Regions from separate parts of the Zea mays genome. Here region 1 is linked to region 2. Evidence: chromatin contacts called from public Hi-C data. All regions are on one chromosome and are shown on one strand. Each heading gives the region's core, a stretch centred on a gene start, on an enhancer-like site or on the middle of the called end of the contact. The rest is flanking DNA. Distances are from core to core; before and after follow the strand shown.

The links. Hi-C and Micro-C count contacts between places; a contact is called where the count stands out from the background.
Region 1: a contact with region 2 is called in a Hi-C map of endosperm, with 3 times the contacts expected there. The contact joins the enhancer-like site here to the promoter of LOC541814 in region 2. A contact is called at or near these places in 8 of 25 Hi-C or Micro-C datasets (bundle sheath, ear, endosperm and 3 more) and 1 of 3 datasets of contacts at active chromatin or transcription factors (leaf).

The regions. Positions count from the first base shown.
Region 1 is chr7:171,963,429-171,969,419 of Zm-B73-REFERENCE-NAM-5.0, forward strand. No RefSeq gene overlaps it. Among protein-coding and RNA genes, the nearest start is that of LOC100194215, 9.9 kb to the right of the region's middle. Within about 2 kb of position 3,868, at least 20 of the 20 cell types and tissues checked have an H3K27ac peak or open chromatin away from gene starts, as enhancers often do. A contact at or near this core is called in bundle sheath, ear, endosperm and 3 more, where this site is marked.
Region 2 is chr7:171,887,813-171,894,067 of Zm-B73-REFERENCE-NAM-5.0, forward strand. LOC541814 (ribosome-inactivating protein) reads right to left here and starts at 4,164. Exons shown (of 1, transcript NM_001137489.2): 1 at 3,068-4,164. The coding sequence starts at 4,114. The coding sequence ends at 3,278. LOC100284726 (protein UXT) reads left to right here. Exons shown (of 6, transcript NM_001157621.2): 5 at 933-987; 6 at 1,284-1,544. The coding sequence ends at 1,355.

The sequences.
Region 1 (5,991 bases), core at 2,618-5,117, 75 kb after region 2:
CACATGCGGCCATAGACACGACCAAGGCTTACTGCGCACTGCTTACTATAGTGATCGCATGGCTCTAGTGTTACATCTGCTCCAGTGTATGTACACTAATGACAATGCGCACCACATGCACTAGCACTACTGGCTGGCTGTGCCCTTGCGCTCACGGAAACGCTGGATTCGCCTGCTCCCCGTGAGCATCTGATGAATTGATCGCCGAGCCACTAGGAGCGCCCGACCTGAACTGGAGGCTCATCAGTGGTCTTCTTCAGTGCTTCTCTGGTGTGTCCAACGTACGCTCGGTCATATGTTCATATGGTGGAAATGCTTTTGCCATCGATCCAGTCCGTCTAGTTTAGTGCGGTTCGAATGCTATGGTCTAAAATTTAGTCACTGAACTTTAGGTTATTTGAACTCATTTATTTGTATGGTACAGTGAACTATTGCTTTTCTTTTAATTTAGTTCGATTAACTTTAGATGATACATTAGACAATCTATCATACGCTGTGTGTCCACTCGCCGAGGCGGGGACTTATAAATGTTCTATTATCTAAAAAAACAGACAATCTATCTATTTAGAGTAAGCTGAAGTCATCTAAAGTTCTGTCCCTAGAGAGTGAATGATATGAAACTACTTCAAAACAGTGAATCACTGTCAGTTCAAAATCTCTTATCATTGTCAAAATTGATATGATCGGTAAAGGATAATCAGCAGTGATGAAAGTGGTCTACCACTTCCAATTAAGCGATCCAGCAGTGACAATCGCAGACCAAAGCATCATCCTATAGTGGTATCGATGGTTATTACTGGTGGGTTGGCGCATGAATCGGTTTAATTATATTTTAATTTTGTAACTGCACTAGGTGTATAGAATTGATATTCATACACGCTTAGACTGATTTATCGGTTGAGTTTGGTATATATGTGTGTAGCAACACAACCTATCTGATTTTTTCGGCTAGATTTGCCACTGCTCGCTTGACTTTAATCTGGACCATTTTCTATTGTTTTTATAGTGTTTTTTCTTTATGGTTTGCAGCTATAGCTGGCTTTAATCCGAAGTGAACAACATATTTGTTCCTTGGTTACTACTACCGAGGAGCAGGTATCGGCCTCGCCAACAATAAGATTGTTGCGATTATAGAACGTAGTAGACTAGGCTTCGACAAAATAGACAGGGAGGCCTCATGACTTGGCATCGTCATGACGACTTTTCTTTGTCCATTGCTAACTAGCACTCGGCAAAGACTTTATCAAATATCGATATAAAAGTACTCGACAAAGAGTCTGTTGTCGATAATCAGTTTATCGAGATTTCTTTACCGAGTGCTACACTCAGCAAAGAACTCTGTTCTGACAGTGAGAGGACAGCTTCGCTAGAACGAACTGAATACACGCCCGAATTCACCATAGTGGACACGCTTTCGTCATCCCGCGGCTTCATCTCCGATTAAGCCACCGGAGCAGAGACGTGACCACTCCATGAGCTCTCCTCTCCTACCTCGATCTGCTCCCTCCCCCTATTTCTACCCTAGTCGTCGCCGTCATGGGAGCGTACTCCCCGGTCGTGTCTGTCGCCGACGCTCTTGGTGTTGCTCGTGCCATTGCCGTTGCCGATGCTGGTAGTGCAGCCAGGGTTGCGGAGAAGAAGGCCGGGGCGGCTGTGAAGCTTGCCTCCCTTGTTGTGGACAAGCCGGAGTCGCTATAGAAGATATGAGGAACTCCATCACGGTTGAAGCTAACCCCATTCCTGATTAGCTGACTATTCTTCAATCTATCTTATTATGGATTTTGGTAGCATGTTGGTCGTAAAAGTAATGCATTCTTTGTTCTATGTATATAAATGTGTTTAGTGTAGGTTTTTTGTGCATATGAATCCAGGTAGATAGTTGCATACATGTTGATACTAGGCTCATGTCACATGTATCCAGCAGTCACCGTGCACATGCTAATTAGTCCTTATCTCCTGAATTTGGTTGAACATAACACTCTTTGTTTTACAGAACAATGTTGATTTGAATTATGTTGTTAGCATAAAAAAATTATTTGTGGTATGCTATTCAAGAGATGAGAAGGCAATCTACTATGGTACATAGCCTAAGCATCAATGTGTGCTCTAGTATCCCAGAAATAGAAAGCAGCAAGATAGGAAAGCTTGTAAACCACCTGAACCATATCTACAAAATGCTTGAGAAGACTTCATGTCAGGGAGGCACTGTTCACGAGGTTAGTAGCGCATGAACAGTGCCAAGATTAGAACAGTTTGGTTTAGATCAAATTAGTTAGAGAAGAGATAAGGATTAGATCAGATTTTGTTGATAATGATTAGATTAGTCAGGGAAGGGATAAGGATTAGACCAGATTTGGTTAGTTGAATAGAGATAAGTCAGTTGTCTCTATAAAAGGGACACTATTGTATCAGTTAAAGGTAAGCAAGAATTAGAAACAAACATTCTTCTTGCCTGATCGTGGACAGAGACCTTCCTGCAACTATAACTCCCACTCCAATTCTACAACTATGAATGATGCAGACATGCATTTCTGGAAGAAACTGAATGGATCTTTGCTCCTTGCGGTTAAGTATTGTAGTTATATTTCGTCTAGCAATGTGTTGTAGAGATCAATAAAATTAGTTAGTTTGTGATCGGTTGATAGTGAACATTTTCCCGTCAACTATGTGACTTCACTGTGGCTGTAAATCTGTTTTACAGGATATTATGACACTCGAGTTGCTTATTATTCATGGAGAGGAGCACAAGGGTACACTTTTGCATCCATCCCGGATTATTAGCCGTCTGTGTTTCGTCGATTGAGGTTCATCAAAAGGCAGCTAGGCGGCCAAGCACCTGGACAGTTAATGAAGCCACTGGAGCTAACAAAATTGTCAAGACTCCCAAGTCCCAACCGATATGTATAGGCAACATATCATCTGAAACGGTGCTGATAGGTTAACTTGGCAACATAGAAAAAAATGTTGTTAAACATAATGCTAAAATATATTGTAAAGCATAATTAGGGCGGGTAATAGATCATGATCCAAATGTTTCTTCACAATTTGTTTGAGCTCTTAATTAATTTATTTTAAAAATAAATAAAAATAGAGTTTGATTTTAATCCTAACTGATTCTTAATTTTTATAGTGTAAATTTAGAGCTCATTACCACTCTTAAGCATAACGTTATGCTGGCAACATAGGTACATGTATTTGCCCCCTTTCTCTTATTCTGTTTTGTGTTTCCATTTGGTTACTTGTATTTATATATTTCTCCTTCGTATCGGTTTATATTTTTCGTAGCTCTGCAACGGGAATTTCCCCATCATACCGAAGCAGTACCTTGTATTGTATTCTGGAGGTGCTACGGATTGGTCAAATTGGCTGTCATTCATGTCTGGTGGCACATTTCATTTCACAAGCCCTAAAGTTTGTGGTGCCATCCCAGTCTCTATCTCAATATTAATCTGGATTTGTCAATGAAATAAAGTGTACACGCTCGGTAATGGAACTTCCAAGCAAATGAAATGAATTTACGAAAAAAAATCATATGTACCCTGGTTTGTAGACTCTTTGAAAATGACATGCTCAGTGCGAAATCCACGTTCGTCAAACGGATCATAACGCCGATGATTAGCTTTGTCGAGCAAATGAATGGTACAGTACACAGACTAAATCTCCTACTCTTTTTTGTCAAACAAATTGGACGACGTGCATAATTTAATTTAAATCACGCTCTTCAGAATTTCTTCGCACTCATCGTCTACCACCGTTGACAAAGATAAAAACCCAATGGAATCCGTTGCGCGGAAGCTTCACTGTACCTCGTTCCGCGGGACCCACCTGTCACTCTCCCCAGTGAACTGTCGGTGTGTCAACCTCCCCGACCCAGCCAAACACGCTCGTAGTCGTCGTCGTCTCCCTTCACAAAAGCCCTCCCCCCTCGATCTCTGCTCCAAAGAAACTTCTCCTCCACCTCCTCCCACGCCGTTATCACTCCCCAAGATCCCACCCGCTGGGCCCTAATTCCCGTCGCAATACACCGCATTGGGCGTGCGCGTTGTGCCACCGCCACCGGGGTAGCGTCTCGGATCTGACCGGCGAGTCGGTGGCGGGGCCTTGGGTGCGTCTGAGAAGTGACCGCGAATCTAAGGAGAGCACAGGAGAGCGCGGCGGGGAAGGAGCCGGGACGAATGGCGCCGACGCGGGGCGCCGGAGGCGGGGTGCGTCTGCCGCCGATGAACGCGCTGGAGATCCTGCGGGAGACGGTGCGGGTGCTGCGCGGAGACCCGCACGCGTTCACGTCCATCCTCTTCCTGCTGCTCTGCCCGGCGTCCGGGTGCCTCCTCCTGTCCGCGGCCGCGCTGGACGGGGCCGTCGTGCTGCCGCTCGCGCGGAGGCTCCTCGCCGCCGCCGCCACGTCGGGGCTCCCGCTCACGCATTTCGTCGGGCAGCTGGCGCACCACCTCGCCGCCACGCTCGTCTCCGCCGTCGTCTCGCTGCCGGCGCTCCTCACGCTCCTCCTCGCCGCCCGCGCCGCCGTGGCATACACCGTCGCGGCCGTGTACGCCGGGAAGCCCCTAGCGGCCGGGGACATCACCCTCCTCGCGCGCCGCGCGTGGCCGCGCCTCGCCGCCACGTACGCGCTCGGGTGCGCCGCCGTCGCCGTCGGACTCGTCGCCTTCCTCGCCCTCCTCGTCACGGCCTGCTCCACGCTCAGGGCCATGCTCTACCCGCCCGACATTGTCGTCTGCGCGGGCCTCTTCACTGTCCTCGCCTACTCCGTGGTGTACGCGCACACCATCATCATCTGCAACCTCGGCGGCGTCATCGCCGTTCTCGAGGAAGTGGCCGGGATCAATGCGCTGCGCCGGTCGGTGCAGCTGATGCGTGGGCAGACCCACGTCGGGCTGCTCATCTTCCTTGGATCCACCATTGGCCTAGCTTTCGTGGAAGGGCTGTTTGAGCACAGGGTGAAGACGCTGAGCTATGGCGATGGCTCGTCGCGGCTCTGGGAGGGGCCATTGTTGGTCCTCATGTACTCGGTCGTGATGCTGGTTGATTCAATGATGAGTGCGGTTTTCTACTTCACTTGCCGGTCATCAAACTTGGACTTCTTGGACGAGCAGGGTGGCTCGGTTGAGGAGCTTGAGATGATGAGGGCTGGCAGTTTAGATGCATTTAGGTGATGAAGAAGATTGGTTTATTTCTCACGTGTGTATCTGTTCATAGCATCATAGGAGAATAAGTGAGATGGCCATTTGTCAAGAGCCGCACAGATTGACAAGTCCTTATTGGTGGTTACAAGCCATGGTGGCTTATGTGTATGCATGGGTTGATTAGCTGAAGTTGGTGTTGAAAGGAACATTTTTTGCAGCCATTTGGTATATCCATGCTTAGTCAATAGCGGATTTGGATGGGAAGGCTAGAGGGAGATCTGTCATGTGGTTTGTTCTGGATCAGATCCATGTTTTGGCAGCGATTGAAGAGCTGGTGATATGTGTAGCATTCTTTCAAAATGGTGTAACTAGTATATCAATTTAATCGTTGTGGAATTTTGTTGCCTAATGGCATTTTGGTTATACTGGATGAAACATTTGTTACTGGGGAAATACGAATCTTGATCCTTCTAGTATCACTCAAGCTAAATGTGCCTCTTCAGTGACTTTTTATGCTGTGGATGATGTTTGTTGGCAAAATGCTTAGCTCCTAGGTTTTCAGATTTCTGATGATCTGTCTCGCTACTATCTGAAAAAAGTTATTACAACCGACAGATCTGTATGCTGTATTCTTGCCTTTGCAGAAGATGCTGATTGTCTTTATCAGTTAACATCCACAAGTCATCTTGGAGCTAAGCAACCTTGTTGAGAGTATTCTTCCTTTGTGTAGTGTGTGCTGCTGAAGACTTGTCAAGTCTGAAGCTTGGAATTTTGCATCTGAAGCATCTTTTTGTTTCTTTATTATCTTTGAGCATTATGCTTTGTTGGCACAGAACTTGGGCTGATAATC
Region 2 (6,255 bases), core at 2,914-5,413:
GGTTAGGGAGGACATATGCAGATGCAGGCCTCTCCCCATCTCCTGTCAATCTTGGAAGCATGTTCATGGGCTAGCCAGCAGAAGGTGTCGAACCACACAAAACTGTTGCCCGATCCATGCGTTGAGAGTGGGAGGAGGCACGGATGGGATGAGCCAAGATTGACAGGAGATTTGTGATCTGATTTCTGTTCTGGTTTTTGAAGCTGTTTTTTTTGTTTGATGTGATCTGTGACAAAACTGTGTGTGTGTGTGGGGGGGGGGGGGGGGACACACAGACATCAGAATGAAAAAAGCGAAAGCGAAGGATGAACCCCCTCCCCTCGTGTTCCTTAGTTTTCTTTGCTTTCATTTGTCTTTTTCTAACTGGTTTTTATAATTTGTATTTGGAGATCAATAGTTTCACATGCTCTCGGGGAATGGTCTGTGCTGGATTTATCAGGATAAAAGCATGATCATGTTGAAATCACTAATTATATTCCCAGATTTGATGGTCTTGTTAGTGTTATCTTGTTACACGATGGAAGGTATCTTTCCGTATAATTTCAAGAGCAATTTAGCAACTGAATCTAAGCAGATCTTCTGAAGTGGTTGCTCATATTTGTGTACCCTGAAGTATCATCACATTATACTCTTGAAACACATGCACATGCACATCAGGCTTCATAGAGAGAAGTTTCGCTGTCTAAGCTTGACTGCTAGCACCATAGTTTTTTGTTCTCTTTGCCTGATCCTGTGTTTGTTTCGTTTTTATGGTCGGACACTTCCCTTCTGCATTTTTGTTCCCATGACTAAAATTTATCCATAGGCTGATGTTTCATTTTAGAAAGCTTTCACGGTTAAATACTCTAATCCTGTTATATACTTGTGTGGATGTCCCTGAAGCAGCATTTTTCTCCCCAGATGTTAACCTTAGAAATCTTGCACGTTTGCAGGCAAATAGACGAATACACGCATCTCATCGCAAGCATAAAAGCACAGATCAAGTTGGTACGTACAATGCATATTATAATTGTCTAGGTGTTCCATTATGTCGTAAATTATATAATCTACTACTACCTTCCAAGTTATAAAGACGTTTTGGTTGTTTCAGATACATTGCTTTTACTTCGTATTTAGACAGTGTATATTCAAGTGCATAACGAAACAAACTGTAAATCTAGAAAAGGTCGATTTTGAATGTAGGAAGTAAATTATAGTTGCTCCATCCTTTCATACGTCGTTATCTGCTTAAATTCAGATATTACTGTGCCCTACTGCTTAGCTATTGGCATTTTCACACGCAGGTATGTGAAGGTATCCGCGAAGTGCTGCAGCTGCCTGCGGAGAAAGAGTTATCGCCCAGGAATACGTGGTAGAATTTGGTTCTCAATGGAGCAGGGGGTGGTGTTCTTTAAACGTGGTTCCGTTTCAACTCTTGCAGTTGAAATTATTGTGGTGCCGACAGTATTTTAGAGCAGAGAATGAGGTTCCCCTTCGTACAACAATCTCTTCGACGACACCACGTACAACTCATACTGATTTCTATGTATTCATTACGTTGGCATATGGCCTTGCCGATTTGCAGTTTATTTGAGCCTCTTTTCCAAGTTAGGTTGAGCTCACACCACCGGGCCTTCCCTGACCCCGACGCGCGCAGTTGCGCACACTTACCCATTCTCGGCCCACGACAAGTTCTTATAACGATTAATGATCCAGTACATGTGGTCGCCGGCGTTGGCGTCGTACGTGACCACTCGCATAGGCCAGACCACCAAAGGTGTCAATAGAGAATTCCAGAGGTGCTAATTCCTCACTGGATTTGGACACCCTATTCCTATGACTGAGGCATATCCATCTCTATCTTCGTACTCATTATAGGTTTAAGATTCATCTTATAGCTATCTCTATTCAGGTATGGGGTTCCAGTGGACCTTCATCTCTGACAATAAAAACATGATCGCATTATATTTTATATGACATAAATAGCCACATGACATCTAACAATAATACATTAAAAATAAATCTTACATGTAACAAGTAAAAACATTATTTAGTTATGTAAAACATGACACGTTCTAATAATAATAAAAACAAAGTGAAACATTCTAAGAATAGTGACTTATTTAATGTAAGATCATGTCGTATTTGTTACTTTGAATTGAACGTCTAGAGTGGTTAGATGCACCAGTATTCCTGATTTTAATTTCCGATTCCTGACTGTTACCAATGATTTCACGATCGATTATATCATTTACGTGATCATGTTACTTCCTGTTTCGTTTTTCCGATTGTTACCGTTTATGATTTCGGATTAAAATATGGGTTGAAAGTGGTTGAAGGGTTTTCCTGACTGTTTTTGACTGTTTTCATCGCTAGTCGTACTCCAGTCTATAAAAAAAACTATTCCATTGCAAGCATAAAAGCACAATTATCTCCAGTATTCTCACTATTCTAAAAGCCAAAATTTTCTCAATATATAAAGCACGAAATATATACCATACGAACGATGGGACGATGAACTTGCTAAACTTCATGTGAAACTCCACAAAATCATGAAAAATACCGGAAGCACACCTCCCATGGTTATTAAAATTGCTTCTCATTGTTCCCAAACAAGTCATTATAAGTTTCTAAATATCAGCAACCATGATTTCTTCTACCTACAGAGGTCCGGATTATTTTTGAAAAAAATTATAGTATGCTATCAGATTTTATACTATTCCCTGTGTGCCACTAAGTGGTATATAGGTATATTTTGTGTGTATGACATGTGAGACCAGTAGTATACAAAGAACGAGTATATTTTTCAATGGCATATAGAGAATTGACCCATTATTTTTCTCTGTCCGGAGTAATTGGTGTACTGTTGAAGTTTCCCCCCTCTGTCCGCTGAGTCAATAGACCGTTTGGAAACTTAAATCTCATATTCCTAACAGGGATTGGGGAGCTTAACTTTTGCCTCAATCCTTGCCAAGAATTTCGGAGGAGATTTAAGTTTTAATCTCTAGTAGTTTAATTTTGCACTCAATCCTTAGAAATTTTGGAGGAGATTTTAATTTCCAAACTGGCCCTAAATAAGACCCATAGAGGAAGTTAATTGCGGTCTTTTGCAAAGAAATTCAATCGACGCTATGCAAGCAAGTAGAGGGATACGAGGAACACCACGTACGCCGGGTGTATTTATTTGCACAGTAACATACTCCTATATACTAGCACTAGGAGTATACTGCTACTGTACCACGTGGATGGATCATCAGAGACCTCCTCGTTGTTCTCATATGTAGTAGCAGCAGCAGCACTAGTTTTGGTCCTTAACGAGCGCAACGATCTGCGCAGCTGCGTTTTTATCTTTGATGCCAAGATCCTTCATGTCGGGGATCTCAGCGGTCGGGTCGACGGCCCACCTGAAGACGGCTTTCGAGATCCTGTCCCATTTCTGCACCTGCTTCCCCTCCAGCGCCGATATGGTCACCGCTTGCGGCTTCTTGAACCCCTCGTCTACCTTGCGGGACACGGTGAAGAACCGCAGCCCCTCGCATACCATGATCACTAGCTTCGCCAGGTTGCTCTTCTCCTCGGCTTTGGGGTCAGCCGCTGCCTGCAGCAGCAGCAGCTCCTCCTCCTCCTCCGCCGCCTCTGCTAGTGTCGTCGTCGTCTTCTTCGCCAGGTAGTTGACGGCCGTGGTCATTTCGGCACGGCCCATGGTGACGGTCTCCAGGCCCTTACTGCCGATGAGGTCCTGGTACCGGCCGCCAAAGCCGAGCCACTTGGCGTTGTCGTCGAGGAGGTGGGTGTCGCCGTCCTTGCCGAACTCCCACCACACCCCGCCGGGGGTCCTGAAGCCGACCAGGTAGAGGTTGTCCATACGTATGGCGAGCGTGATGGACCTGGTCTTCGTTTTGAGCTCGGTGTAGAACCAGAGCTCGGGGACATTCTTCTCCAGCGGCAGCACGGGCTGGACGATGCCTGTATGGTTGGTGCAGTATTTGATCACGTCTTTCCGGACGGAGGTGATGAAGGCGCTGTAAGGGTAGGCCGTGTCCTCCACGGGGAAGGTTTCGGTGAACTTTGGCACTATATTTTTCTTCTTTGTTTGAGTAATAAGATCACTCAACTCTGGGTTTGGCTCCGCCATTCTCTCTTCTCTTTTTGTATCAACAGCTGAAAGTATGGATGGGTTGCTGGCAATTGGCATTGTGAATTGGCGATGTACTCGTTGCAGATATATGTAGTGGGAGGGTTGGGCATGTAGGTAATTCGATAGGATAAGGATGACTATGGTACGTACTATGTGGTGATGCGTCGGTAGCATTATTTATGCCAATTATTGATTCGCTCACCAAACTTTTAAATGCAGGAATACTGCGAATACAGAATACTCTCTTCAGGCATGGACAACGTGCTTCACGAGGATGCGGTCTGCCAGTCTCCGCGTGCCGTCCAAATTGCCAAGGAAAAAAAATATTTTCGCTCCTTAAACTTTTCACTATGTGTTATTCCGGTCCATAATTTTTTAAAATATGGCAGATCGGTTCTTAATCATTGTTGAGTATTAGTAGGACCGGACATTTTGAACCTGCTAACTAAAACCGAATAGACCGAATTGCTCGGTTTTTGGTTTTTAGGTTTCCGATTTGGTCTATAAATTTCTTTTATTCCGATGTGATCTGTCTCTATATAGTTAGTGAAGGGAAGACCATATATATACACGGCCGGTCCCGAGGTTTCATGGACCCGGGGCGAAACAAAAAATTGAGGCCCTCAAATTTTTTTGAATGGTAAAAGTCTATAATATATATATATATATATATATATATATATATATATATATATATATATATATATATATATATATATATATATATATATATATATATATATACTTTACTAGTACGATGCCCGTGCGTTGCAACAGCACATTATTTTTTTTTAAAAATGTTAGAGCATAATGATTACATGAAAATTAAATGTTCATATTAGACACTGTATGATATCTGGGTATCGACTATAACAATGAACAACTAAAAGTTTAATTGCTCAAGTGCTAAAAAAGTAAGATATAACTATTCAGTGATATATTTTGTACACTGTAAGACCGTTGTCTTAGTGCTCTCAACATACAACTTTCTTTCAAAGTTTCAATGGCTCTTGACTGCCTTTGTTCAATCACCAATGCCTTTTGACATCCTTCTTTCAAAGCTTGATCTGTTCAATCTTGCAGGCACGATCAATAGTAGACGGACAATGTCAAATGTGTGTCATGACATTCTGAGATCATTGTTGCCCAATTCGGGTAGCATCGGCCAAAACATGCGACACAATAAGGATATACAACCTGCAGAAAAAGGGACTCTAAATTTGCAGAGAATAGAAATGCAAAAGCTAAAGTAGAGAAGATACATCAGAAGATATGCCCAACATAAACTTCAGCTCCCAACAGATTCAAATAGTTGTTTGAGATCTTCAGAATAGTTGTTTGAGATTTTCAGAAGATACATTAGAAGATATGCCCCAACATAAACTTCAGCTCCATGAGTAAGAGCAAGAAGCTCAGATACTTCCGTTTTTCATTCTCATCATTCGCATCAACATCGACCATTTTACTTTCATCATTAGCATCAAATTCACACACACCATCAATTTCTTAATCCTCCTCTATCTCTTCATACTCAACCTCCTCCTCGATTTCTTCATACTCAACTTCTTTCTCTTTATCTACCTCGTCTGGATCATCAAACTGACAATGTATGGATAGAAATAAAAACTACGGTTCTGTGAAGTTTGTTTATTTATTTGTTCAAGAAGAAGCAAGTGTTGTGATGTGGGCAAATAGAATTCAGGGTCATGGGAAAAAATACAGGTACTGAAGCAAAGCAGAGGTGAGAGACAATCAAAGAAGATGATATCTGAAGTACAATTGAACAGGTTGGTGCAATCGTAAGGTATCAAACATCCCATTAATTGAATGGAAATGAAGAGAAAAGGAACAGGGAAAACAAAATAAAAATGTGTAAAATAAAACCTAAGTAATGATTAAACATGAAAAACGTCACTCTATGGAGTCATGGAGACATAATACAACAGAAAAAACTTCATACAGCTGCAAGCTTGACCCTAACATGAAAAACATTAACTTGTTACCAGGTACTTGTTGTCTTAAAATTTTAATTCTATGCATTCTGAAATGACTCCTATTTGTACTTATTGTCTTAAAATTTTAATTCCATGCATTCTGAAATAACTCACGTTTTGTCAATAAGTAATTAAATATAGTAG